Linked DNA regions of Gossypium hirsutum: region 2 is linked to region 1. A link is a contact called in public Hi-C data. All regions are on one chromosome and are shown on one strand. Each heading gives the region's core, a stretch centred on a gene start, on an enhancer-like site or on the middle of the called end of the contact. The rest is flanking DNA. Distances are from core to core; before and after follow the strand shown. Region 1 holds the start of LOC107904835 (protein OS-9 homolog). Region 2 holds the start of LOC107917720 (protein PHOX1).

The links. A called contact is a pair of places that touch in the nucleus more often than the background predicts.
Region 2: a Hi-C map of leaf shows a contact between it and region 1, with 4 times the contacts expected there. The contact joins the promoter of LOC107917720 here to the promoter of LOC107904835 in region 1. A contact is called at or near these places in 13 of 34 Hi-C or Micro-C datasets (callus, fibers, hypocotyl and 2 more).

The regions. Positions count from the first base shown.
Region 1 is chrA08:31,387,732-31,393,232 of Gossypium_hirsutum_v2.1, forward strand. LOC107904835 (protein OS-9 homolog) reads right to left here and starts at 3,768. Exons shown (of 8, transcript XM_016831371.2): 1 at 3,498-3,768; 2 at 2,345-2,421; 3 at 1,495-1,698; 4 at 1,265-1,336; 5 at 720-835; 6 at 483-549; 7 at 258-364. The coding sequence starts at 3,582.
Region 2 is chrA08:31,698,190-31,703,662 of Gossypium_hirsutum_v2.1, forward strand. LOC107917720 (protein PHOX1) reads left to right here and starts at 2,443. Exons shown (of 3, transcript XM_016847005.2): 1 at 2,443-5,217; 2 at 5,312-5,473. The coding sequence starts at 3,081. The coding sequence ends at 5,460.

The DNA.
Region 1 (5,501 bases), core at 2,518-5,017:
GGTAAGCATCTCAGGACACTTGCTCATTGGCCATTTCAATTAATGGACCAATGTTTGGTTTTGTTGTGGTGACTAGATCGCTATTTCATACTGAGAAGAAAGGATAACAAGAAGCATTCGGTCATGCTCTATTTACATACAATTTCCTGCAATAGTAGATCACTGATCTTTCCAAAAGGCACAATCAGCTGTGAGTAACTAGAACCAGTAGTTCTAACCTTAGCATTCAGAGAACAGAGAGAGAGAGAGAAACTCACGGGTGTTTGCATAACATAGGGCTTAGAATAGTAAGTGCATACTTGCACGTGGATAACTCTGTAATTGAACTAATCATTGCTCTTGGCTCCGAGCAGACAAATCTCACCTACAAACAGTAAGAAGGAAAGCGATGAGAATGAATCTAAAAACAAAATCATGGGCCTTTTCCCTCCAAAGGATATCTAAAAACCATATCACAATCCTGTAATTTTATTGCTTCATACCTCAGTTTCTCGTGGCTGATTAGTAAGATCACATTGGGTTCCATTCGTATATTGATGAGCATGATACCTGTATGAGATGCAGGATCATTATTATTTATTAGTAATATTTTTCTTTTCTTTCCTTCTTTTACTTCACTAATTACTTTTCACCACTTGAAACCTCCTATTGTTATAAAAAAGAAATAAAGATGAAAAACTACAGGATAACCTAAAATTTTAAACCATTTGAGGCCTCACCTTTGTGATGCATCTTTTGAGCGAGGATCTTTTAATGCAGATATGTCAGAGAGATTCTGGTTGAAGGCAGCAGTGGCCTCTTCATCATATACACCCAAGACAAATTCCTGAACCACCTGCAATAATACAAAAATGATAGAAAATGTGCACAAGAAATTAATAAAATCTTCTTTGGAAGCTCACTGTATTCATTAAGGTAATGAACAGGTCATAGTAGGAATACTCAAAATTAATTTTTATGATAGCAAAAGATGCTGCTGCATCTGCATTTATAACTATTATTATATTACTACCACCTATTGTATAAATTGCTACTCAGATCAAATAGATGGTGCAAGCACCATATTCAGTGCCCAAAACCATCAGTTGAGTATCCATAAGGTTCTGCTCATTGAACCTTTTTGTTATATTTTTAGTAATTCATTTCAGAAAATAATGATATTCTGCATCACTGAAGGATACATCACAGACAGAACTCTCATACTAGTTAAAAAAACCAAGTTTAATGTAAATATGAGCACCTTAAATTCAATAAAAAATTCTACCTTATCCTCTTCCACATGTATTTGCCGTAACCGATTTTGATAGCAAAATTCATAAGACCACCAACCCTCTTGCTGCATAGAAAATAGCTGACAAAATAAGCACTAGAGGCAGATATGAAATAAGCAGCACGCAACTTGAAGAAAGAACAAAGGCTTTTTAATTCTTTGCATTAATCTCTGATGACAGCACCATCACTTCACCAGACAGGGTGTAGGAACCAGATGCTCACTCTGATAAAGCATCGATCTTTCAGTACTTCCAGCAGCTCATCAGGCGTCTTCAGTTTAACCTGTTTCTCAGATTCCACAATCATGGTACTAACGTTCTGCTGAGTAACTGGCTTTAGAGTCTTGGTTTTCTCCACCTTAGGCAAGAAACATAAAAAATTCTTTCCATCTTTATTAGGCATAAAAACAGACTCCTGATCATCATCCTGCAAAATGTTCCAGGCATTGTAATAGTAGATCACTAAAAATGGAACTTGATAGGTTCACATCAAAGGAAAACCAGCCCACTAAACTTATATGCACATGGAAAATTATGACAAGATTATGCCAAGATTTTCATTCGTCTTATTACCATTAATAACCCTCTTTTATAGAAACAGCACCAAGTTGCATGCCAAGATTACGTGCTCTCTCCAATTTCAAAATACAAACTTTCTTAAGCATTTGAACACACAGTATGAAACAGTATGTTGCTAGACAAAATGTATACTAGTTTATTTGAACCCACTAATAAGCTGTAAATAATAAGAGCATGTTACGTAGAAAACTTTAAAATAAAAAAGTTCATGCTTACATTAAGAAGTACACATGTAAATAATTTTCAGAATTTTTACATATTACCATTTATAAATTTTACTTGCTCAAGGAAATATGCAGTGGTGAAAATATAGTTGGTTAAGTCATTAAAGATTATGTTCCCTATGGTCTTATATTAAAATTGGACCACTCCACCTATTGCCAGTAGGTTTTAGGTTGGATGTTCAACATGATAAAGCCCAAGTGAACATCCAGATGATGCTTTAAACCAAGGCTTGATGAGCAAAAACTGTTTAAAATTCTAGTCTTACTTACGGGATGGTAGGGAGAGTCTTCAGAATGGAACTCAATCTTGTATTTTGGTTCACGGGAGCTTCGACCAAGTGTGCTAGCTGTTTATCAGTTAAGTAATAGAAAAGCATCAGAAAGCAAAAAAAACTTGATCCCAGTAGAACCAATATTCTAAATACTAAAAAAGAAAGAAAGAATACTATGACATTCCCAATGAATCAGTTGCAATAGTTAGATGGAAACGCTGTATATGATAGAATCACGCACAAAGATGGACTTGGTTGCAACAATTAATAGCTCTTTCTAATGGCATTCGTGGTGAGTGAAGACCACGCATTCTATTTTTTCTTCTTCTTTATTTCATTCTCCGGTTTCATTTGTTTCTAAAGTTCACCCATCTTTATTTAAGAACCAATAACCATTCAATTGACCCAAAGCCACAAAGGTATAAGAACATAAGCAACTTGTGGTTCACCATGTAGGTCAGCTATGATCCATAATATCCAAATTTATCAAACAATCAGCACCTAGCATAACTTTGCTCTCATCAATAAATGCTCACTTTCAAAAGTAGTTGGCATTCACAAATAAAAAACTAAATTCAACTGCAAACTCTTTCTAGTTGTGAAAAAGTATAAAACACTACTGATGCCGAAACCACTTTACTCAGATCATAAAAATATTCATCATATTGTCTTGCAAGAAGCCCTAGAAGTAAAGTAGGCATCAATTCTAGGCTACCGAAGAACCACTGGTATCTCCCATTTGATCACAATACCTAACTGAATCAAATTCCAAAACCACAAAACCCCCTTCTCTAACCAACAAGGGATGTAGCTGTAATAAAGCTCCTTCCTGCCTTTGGTGCTAATTTCACTGCTTAAGCACTACTAATGACTTAGTCATCAATTTTTTTACGGACAAATCGTTCTCCAATTGTGAAAAAAAGAGGAACCTATGAACAACCATATACTACTAATTAACAATAAAAAAGTAGTATGTCTTATAAATAATATAGAAAACATTCATTCATCTAAAACAATAAAATCACTGGGAATAGATATTTTAAGCCCACCTCATGAGCTCAACTCAAAGAAAATCCACAATTTAAAAACACACACACAAAATTAAGATTAATTAACACAAAAGGGGAAAAAACTATGAAATATCGGCTTACCTACATGAGATGGGAAAATCTGATCGGCTAAGACATTGCTGCACACGATACATAAAACTGCTACCAAACTAACAAATAATCTCATATTGCCTTGTACTATTTTTTTCTTTTTCTCTTTTTTAAAAAAAAAACAAAAATATTGAATAATAATTTGTTTTGTGCTTGCTAAGAATAGGTAAACGGAAAAAGATGTATCCAGTACTGTTGAAGATGACTCAAGTCTACGCAGGTTGGCCAATGAGATGTAGCCACGTCATGCAAAGCTGTGACAGTGGCGGAGATGGGCTTCGTTTTGTTTGTGTTTAAAAGCGTAAGCCTTCAACATGTTTATGGACCTAAGCCCGGAAATTATCCCATCTCATAATACAAGGTGAAGTGTTTTAAGGGATAATATAACCTTTAGTCCTTTAACTTGGTAATTTTTTTAACTTTAATCTCTAAACTTTTTTGGTTCACATTAATCTTTAAACTTATCAGTTTTTTTTTAATTTGGTCCCTAAATTTGGATTTCATTAATGCATAATGACATGGCACTCTAAAATTATGTTATATCATCACTTCAATTTTTATAATTTTAAAAAAAATTAATAATTTTTATGTAAATTTTATATATTTAATTTTTCAAGTGATGATATGGCACAATATAGAGTGTTATACCCTAATGCAAACCAAATTCAGTTTCGAAATTTTGGGTAGGGCTGAAAATGAACCGAGCTTAAACAAACAAACATTTGTTTATGTTCATTTGTTTATTTTTAAGTTTTGTTCATGTTCAATTTGTGTTCGTTAAGAATTTTAATTTTTTTTATGTTCGTTTATTTAAAATTATATGTGTTCATGTTCATTTGTTTAATGTTCACAAATATGTTCGTTTAACTTAATCGAACATGTTCACGAACATTAAACGAGCATCTTTATGAACATATAATTGAACATGTTTACGAACAATGTTAATGAATAATAAATAAACAAACAAATGATAAATAAACATATACACACATATATATTATTTAGATATAAAATAGTCAAATATTAATATTAATAATTATATTATAAATGAAAAAAATACAAACCAAGATAATTTTATTAATATATACTAATGGAACAATAAACGAGTTTTAAATGATTTATTAAACGAACTTTAAATGAGCTGGTTCATGAACATAAATAAACTAAATAAGCTTTGTTTGTATTCAGTTCGTTTAATAAACAAGCTTCAAAATCTTGTTCATGTTCATTTATTTAGCTTAATAAACAAACATAAACGAACAAAAATCGAATTGTTCATTGAATGTTCTGTTCATTTACAATCCTAATTCTGAAACTAATGCGGAGAAAAAGTTTTTTGGACCAAGTTGGGAAAATTTCCCAATGTAACTCCCCAAATTTGGGCCTAGAAGGAATAGGCCTTGAGCATGGGAACAGCCAAGAGAGTGCACATAAGTATTTAGTTCTGCAAGAAAATGACACAATTGAGTGTGTGGCTTAGTGGTTGTGTGCTTTGGGAGTGTTTGAGAAGTCCTGGGTTCAAACTTGGGCTTTAGCAAAATTTTTAATTTTAAGTGAATAGGGCTCTGGGTTCTAGAAAGTAGGCTCCTTTAATTAAATTAGGTAAGATATGATACAAAGAGAGTTGTGGTGTAGTGGTAGTGGCATGTTGTGCTTTTAAAGAGGTTAGGGGTTTGAGTCACTCTTTGCACAAAAGAGTATTTATTTTATTCCTAGCTCCTCTTCTTGCTTTTGGATGCCGAATTTAGTTGTGTTCGGTTTGGCCTTTTTGTTGTTGTGGCTGAATAATGCTTATTTCTTTTCGAGTCTTCTCTCTTTTGTGCCTTTGCGATTTATGCTCCCTTTCTAACCCCTTTTTCTTAAAGTTATTGACTTCCGTTCTCCTCTTCTTCATTTGCTTGTTTCTTTTCTTCATGACCGATTGCTGTTGTCCTCCCCCTCAATGCTTTCGATTTTGATTCCATATTCCCCCTCCCTTAATTGTTGAAGTCTCTA
Region 2 (5,473 bases), core at 1,193-3,692, 310 kb after region 1:
GATAAAGGCATATACAACCTACTGGTCCTCTAAGTTATTTGTGTTTAGGGTCGCCGCATGGAACCTCTTTACATAATCTTGAAGGGACTTGCCCTCCATTTGTTTCACAGACATGAGTCCCATAAGCGTATTCATAATTATTTTGTAGGCCCTAAATCTGCTCATGAACATCTATCCCAGTTGCAAGAAGTTTTGAATTGAACCTTGTGGAGGAGACAAGTATCAATCTTTGGTGCTCCCCTTAATTGCTATAGAAAAGACTTTGCATTTTGCTGCATCCGATACTCCCAGTACGTTCATGTAGTCATTGTACTGCATCAAATGAACTTGAGGGTCCCTTATTCCTTCAAACATGTCTTTCGGGACCTTGAAGTCACGTGGTAGGTCAGTGGGTTGTTGGAGCAGAACAGTTAATCCAAGTCTTGTGATTCAGGGTGTAACACTCGTACGTCTCTTCGCAACTTGTCTATCTCTTTCTACCATTCTTTAGCCTGGGTGCCTGGGGCCTCGTTCTATGTGTTTATATTGTCCTGGAAACTAGAGTTATCAGAATGCACCTTCCTTCGCAGCTCCTCGTTCTGCTTCAGGAGCTCATGCTGAACAGCTTATTATTGTTCAAATTGTGTCTCTTGAACGACCATCTGCTTTCTCATAAGTCTCATATACTCTTGAAGAGCCAAGAACTGCTACAGGGTGCCTTTTTGTTGAAAGGGAGTGACAACCCCTGAATGGTAGAGATATTCAAGTCTAAAGGACTAGAAGCCCCTCTATAAATTGTGTTGTCAAGGTTTTCTGGTCTATCGACGAACCATCTGGCGAATAAGTCTGTTTTATTGTGCTGGTCACTAGAACCTATTGCTCCAGCCTGTCCTGATGAAGAGTTGAGAGCGAAATTTTAACTTTGGTAAGCCATTTGCTTCGAAAATTGAAGAAAACTTAATCAAACTTAAAAAAATCTGATGATCAGAAGTTCGTCCACGCTCACCGCACCAATTATTGAGTAATATTTTCTCGTATGTTATTGATAGGAGTGTTCGGGTATTTATACATGTTGCTACAGATGCTATTATACCTCATGATAGGACCCCACTATTTTGTCTTGACTCTGCTATCTCTAGTATTGACATTTTTTGTCCCTAGTACTGACATTCTTTACGAACTTCAAGTTTGCTGGGCACGTATTTATGGAACACGTGATCCTTTCTGTTTCTGGGACTAACATTCTGAGCAGGCTTCGTACCTGCTGAACACGTGTTTGGGTAGCTTGCGGAGCACGTGGCCCCTACATGCAAGCTCTCTAAGTCCCTACGAGTTAGGCCTTTTGTTACGAGTTGGGTCCTTGGCTTTTCCTTGCGAACTGAGTCTATGAACTTGCTCTGCAAGTAGGGCCCGCAAGCTTGCCTTGCTGTCTTCTCATGGCTCGCTTCGCACTTAATCTTTGGGTGGAACCTATTCAAATCATGGATCGAAGAGGGCTCGAATTGGTAATTACTAATATATAACACTACTTTTGTTACCGTATCATTAATTTATTATGTCCATTGCATTAGCTCTCCCATCATGACCTTCAATGGAAACGATGATGTGAGCTTGAATGAAAAAGATAATATCAAGGATTTACAATACGGAATTTTTTTTATCATTTGAAGGAAAAAAAATTGATATTTTCATAGTTGCGTAGAGACGGAGGGTGGAGGACATTGGGATTGTGGCGGTGACTCCTAACAAAAGTAAATAGTCAACATCACGTTTCCGTAGGAATCTTCTTTCCAACAACACTTGTCTTGCCGTTTACCGTTTGCACTCCAACTTGCTTTGGAAGTTGCTTCAGACCCACCACCCTTGAGGCTTTTTATTTATTATTTATACATGTGGTTGAAATTACAAGACAAACATTTCTATTTTATCATCCTTATTATTTTATTCCCATTTTCTGCCAAAAAATTGAGATTTTAAACATGACTTCTTCCAACCTGCCCTTCAACTTTAAAGCTAAGGAATTCTGAACCTTTGTCACGTGTTTTACTATTCTTCTTTATTGCTTTAATATTTATTTATTTATTTCATAAATAATTTTAAAAAATTGTTATGTATATTTTTCCCCCATATATCAACGATTCAACCTTTAGGATTAAAATTTATAAAACTTCAAACCAAATTTATTAAGCTATTACTAAATAAATATAATTAGATTTTTATAATTATTTGGATTGGAAGTAGCAAAATCTAAAGAAGCTGACAAGTTTATTCTCTAATGACAAATGAAGGTGGCAATAGTCAAAAAAACAAATCTCTGCCTTTGGCCGTTTTATCAAACGTTACCAAGGAACCTGGAATCCCTTGGAAAATGGGTCCTTTTTATTTTTTCTGAAAAAAAAAAAACAAAACAAAACACAAAGAAAGCTTTTTGTGGCGTTCACGTTAAGCTGAAATTCACGTTGTAAAAAAAAACACAAAAAAAGCTACACTAAAATATAAAACAGAACGTTGGTCTGTTTTCTTTTCTTCCGTATTCTCCCTGCAACACACATATTCCATTTTCTCACAAAAACATTATCTTTTTCAATTTTCCTGGAAAAGTTCCACACCTCATTTCCCCCACATAAATAATCCCTTGCCTTCAAATTTCCTTCTTTATTTTTGGTTTTGCATCAAGGTCTTATCTTTTTAGCTGAAACTGAGCGTGCCTATTATTCTGTTCCTCTCTCAACTGGGATTTCTTAATACTTCGTTAAGGGCTGACAGCTTCTAGTTTTGAGGTGGTAAAGATAATATATCTTTTTTCTATTCCCATTTTGGTATCTGGGTTTTAATTCTTTTTAGGTGTCTAAGAGCTTTTGTTTTGGAGTGCTTGTCATATCTGCTGTATTTGAACTGGTTTTTGAATCTTTATTCATATTAAAAGTTATAAAAAGTTTTAAGGTCTTTTTGGTGGTGGGAGCTTGCTTGTGGTTTTAGCTACTGGGGTTGAGCTTTTTTAAACTTGTGTAAGAAGTTAGTTCAGAACCAGGGTAGGGATTTGTTTTCTTAGTCAGGGTTTCTGGATTGAGTCACGTAATATAGTTGGGGTTGGATTTGCAATGGGGAAGCATAGTGGAAAGCACAAGAAGCAAACAGGGGATAATAATGTGAAGCAAAAGAAAGTTGGAGACAAGAGTTCGAAATCATATGATTCAGACACGGCAGTTTTCATTGCCATGTCTCAAGAACTGAAAGAAGAGGGGAACAAACTGTTTCAGAAAAGGGATCATGAAGGAGCAATGTTGACATATGAGAAGGCTCTCAAATTGCTCCCAAAGAATCACATAGATGTATGCCATCTTAGGACTAATATTGCTGCATGTTATATGCAGATGGGATTGAATGAGTACCCCAAGGCTATCCATGAGTGTGATTTGGCATTAGAGGTTACTCCCAAGTATAGCAAGGCACTTGTAAAGAGAGCCAGGTGTTACGAATCTTTGAATAGGCTGGAATTAGCTTTCAGAGATGTTAATACAGTTCTTAACATGGAGCCTAATAATGTCATGGCAATAGAGATTTCAGAAAGGGTAAGAAGCTCACTTGAGAAAGAAGGTTTACCTGTTGAATTGCCTCTAGAATCCGTTGAACCTCCAAGTACTTCGAAAACTCCGACAGTTGTTAAAGAGAAAACCAAGAAGAAGATCAGCAAAGCTAAAGAATCTGTTGAACCTCCAAGGGGTTCATTAATTTCGGAAGTTGTCCAAGAGAAAACAGAGAAGAAGAACAAGAAAAAGATCAGTAAAGCTGAAGAATCTGTTGAACCTCCAAGGAATTCACAAATTCCAGAAGTTGTCGAAGAGAAAACCGAGAAGAAGAACAAGAAGAAGATCAGTAAAGCTAAAGATAACAAGGCTGCGGATCGAATTGAGGACAAGGAGGTTGATGGAAATGTAGAGGAAAAGAAGGCTGAGGATAAACTGGTTATAGAGGAGAAAATTAGCAGTAAAGCGGAAGAACCAAAGAAGACTGTCAAGTTGATTTTGGGTGAAGATATAAGATGCGCTCAGTTACCACTTAATTGCAGCCTTCTTCAACTAAGGGAAGTAATTCATGATCGATTTCCTAGTTTGAGAGCAGTTCTTGTCAAATACAGAGATGAAGAAGGTGATTTAGTCACAATCACCAGTGATGAAGAGTTGAAATTGGCTGAAATATCAGCAGAATCCCAGGGTTCTGTGAGGCTGTATGTTGTAGAAGTCAATCCTGAGCAGGATCCACTCTTCGAGAGATTTAAGCATGAGGAAGTTCACATTCTTGACATCAAACAAGGTAAGGCAACTGAAAATGGCCATGCCAGAAAAGTTGCGGAAACCAGAAAAGAATCGTGTTGCATTGATGACTGGATAATTGAGTTTGCTCAACTATTCAAGAACTATGTTGGGTTTGATTTAGACGCATACTTGAATCTCCATGAGCTTGGTATGAAGCAATATTCTGAGGCCATGGAGGACATAGTTACAAGTGAAGAGGCACAGGATCTTTTCGACATGGCTGCTGAGAAATTCCAAGAGATGACAGCATTAGCATTGTTCAACTGGGGAAATGTTCACATGTCCAGGGCAAGGAAGAGGGTATACTTCACTGAAGATGGTTCGAGAGAATCTGTACTTAAGCAGATAAAAAAAACCTATGATTATGCACAATTAGAATATAGCAAAGCTGGTAAGAGATATGAGGAAGCACTGAGAATCAAGCCAGATTTCTATGAAGCTCATCTAGCTCTAGCACAACAACAGTTTGAGCAGGGAAAACTTTCTTGGTATTATGCAATTGGCAACAATGTTGATCTGGAAACATGGCCTTCTGAGGTGGTCCTGCAGCTTTATAACAATGCTGAGGAAAATATGGAGAGGGGTATGCAGATGTGGGAAGAGTTAGAACAGCAGCGCCTGCGTGAGGTTTCTGATTTGAAGGATGAACAAAAGCAGTTGAAGAAAATGGGATTGGATGGTTTACTGAAAGATATAACAGCAGATGAAGCAGCAGAGCAGGCAATCAACATGAGTGCTCAGATAAACATTTTATGGGGCACCATACTTTACGAACGTTCGAACATGGAATTTAAACTAGGGCTACCTGTCTGGCATGAATGTTTGGAGGTTGCTGTTGAGAAGTTTGAGCATGCTGGAGCTTCTCCCACTGATGTAGCTGTTATGGTAAAGAACCACTGTTCAAATAACATTGCTTTGGAAGGTAACCTATGGTTAGAAATTCATAACTTTGTGTCATCAACTGGACATCTGCTTACCCCTTGAAAAGCACTAACTTACCTTTCTATCACTTGCAGGTTTAGGGTTTAAGATTGACGAGATAATACAGGCATGGAATGAGATGTATGAAGCTAAAAAGTGGCAGAGCAAGATTCCATCATGGCGACTAGAACCATTACTTAGACGGCGAGTTTCCAAAATTTATCATGCACTGGAGCATGCATAAGTTCCATACTGTT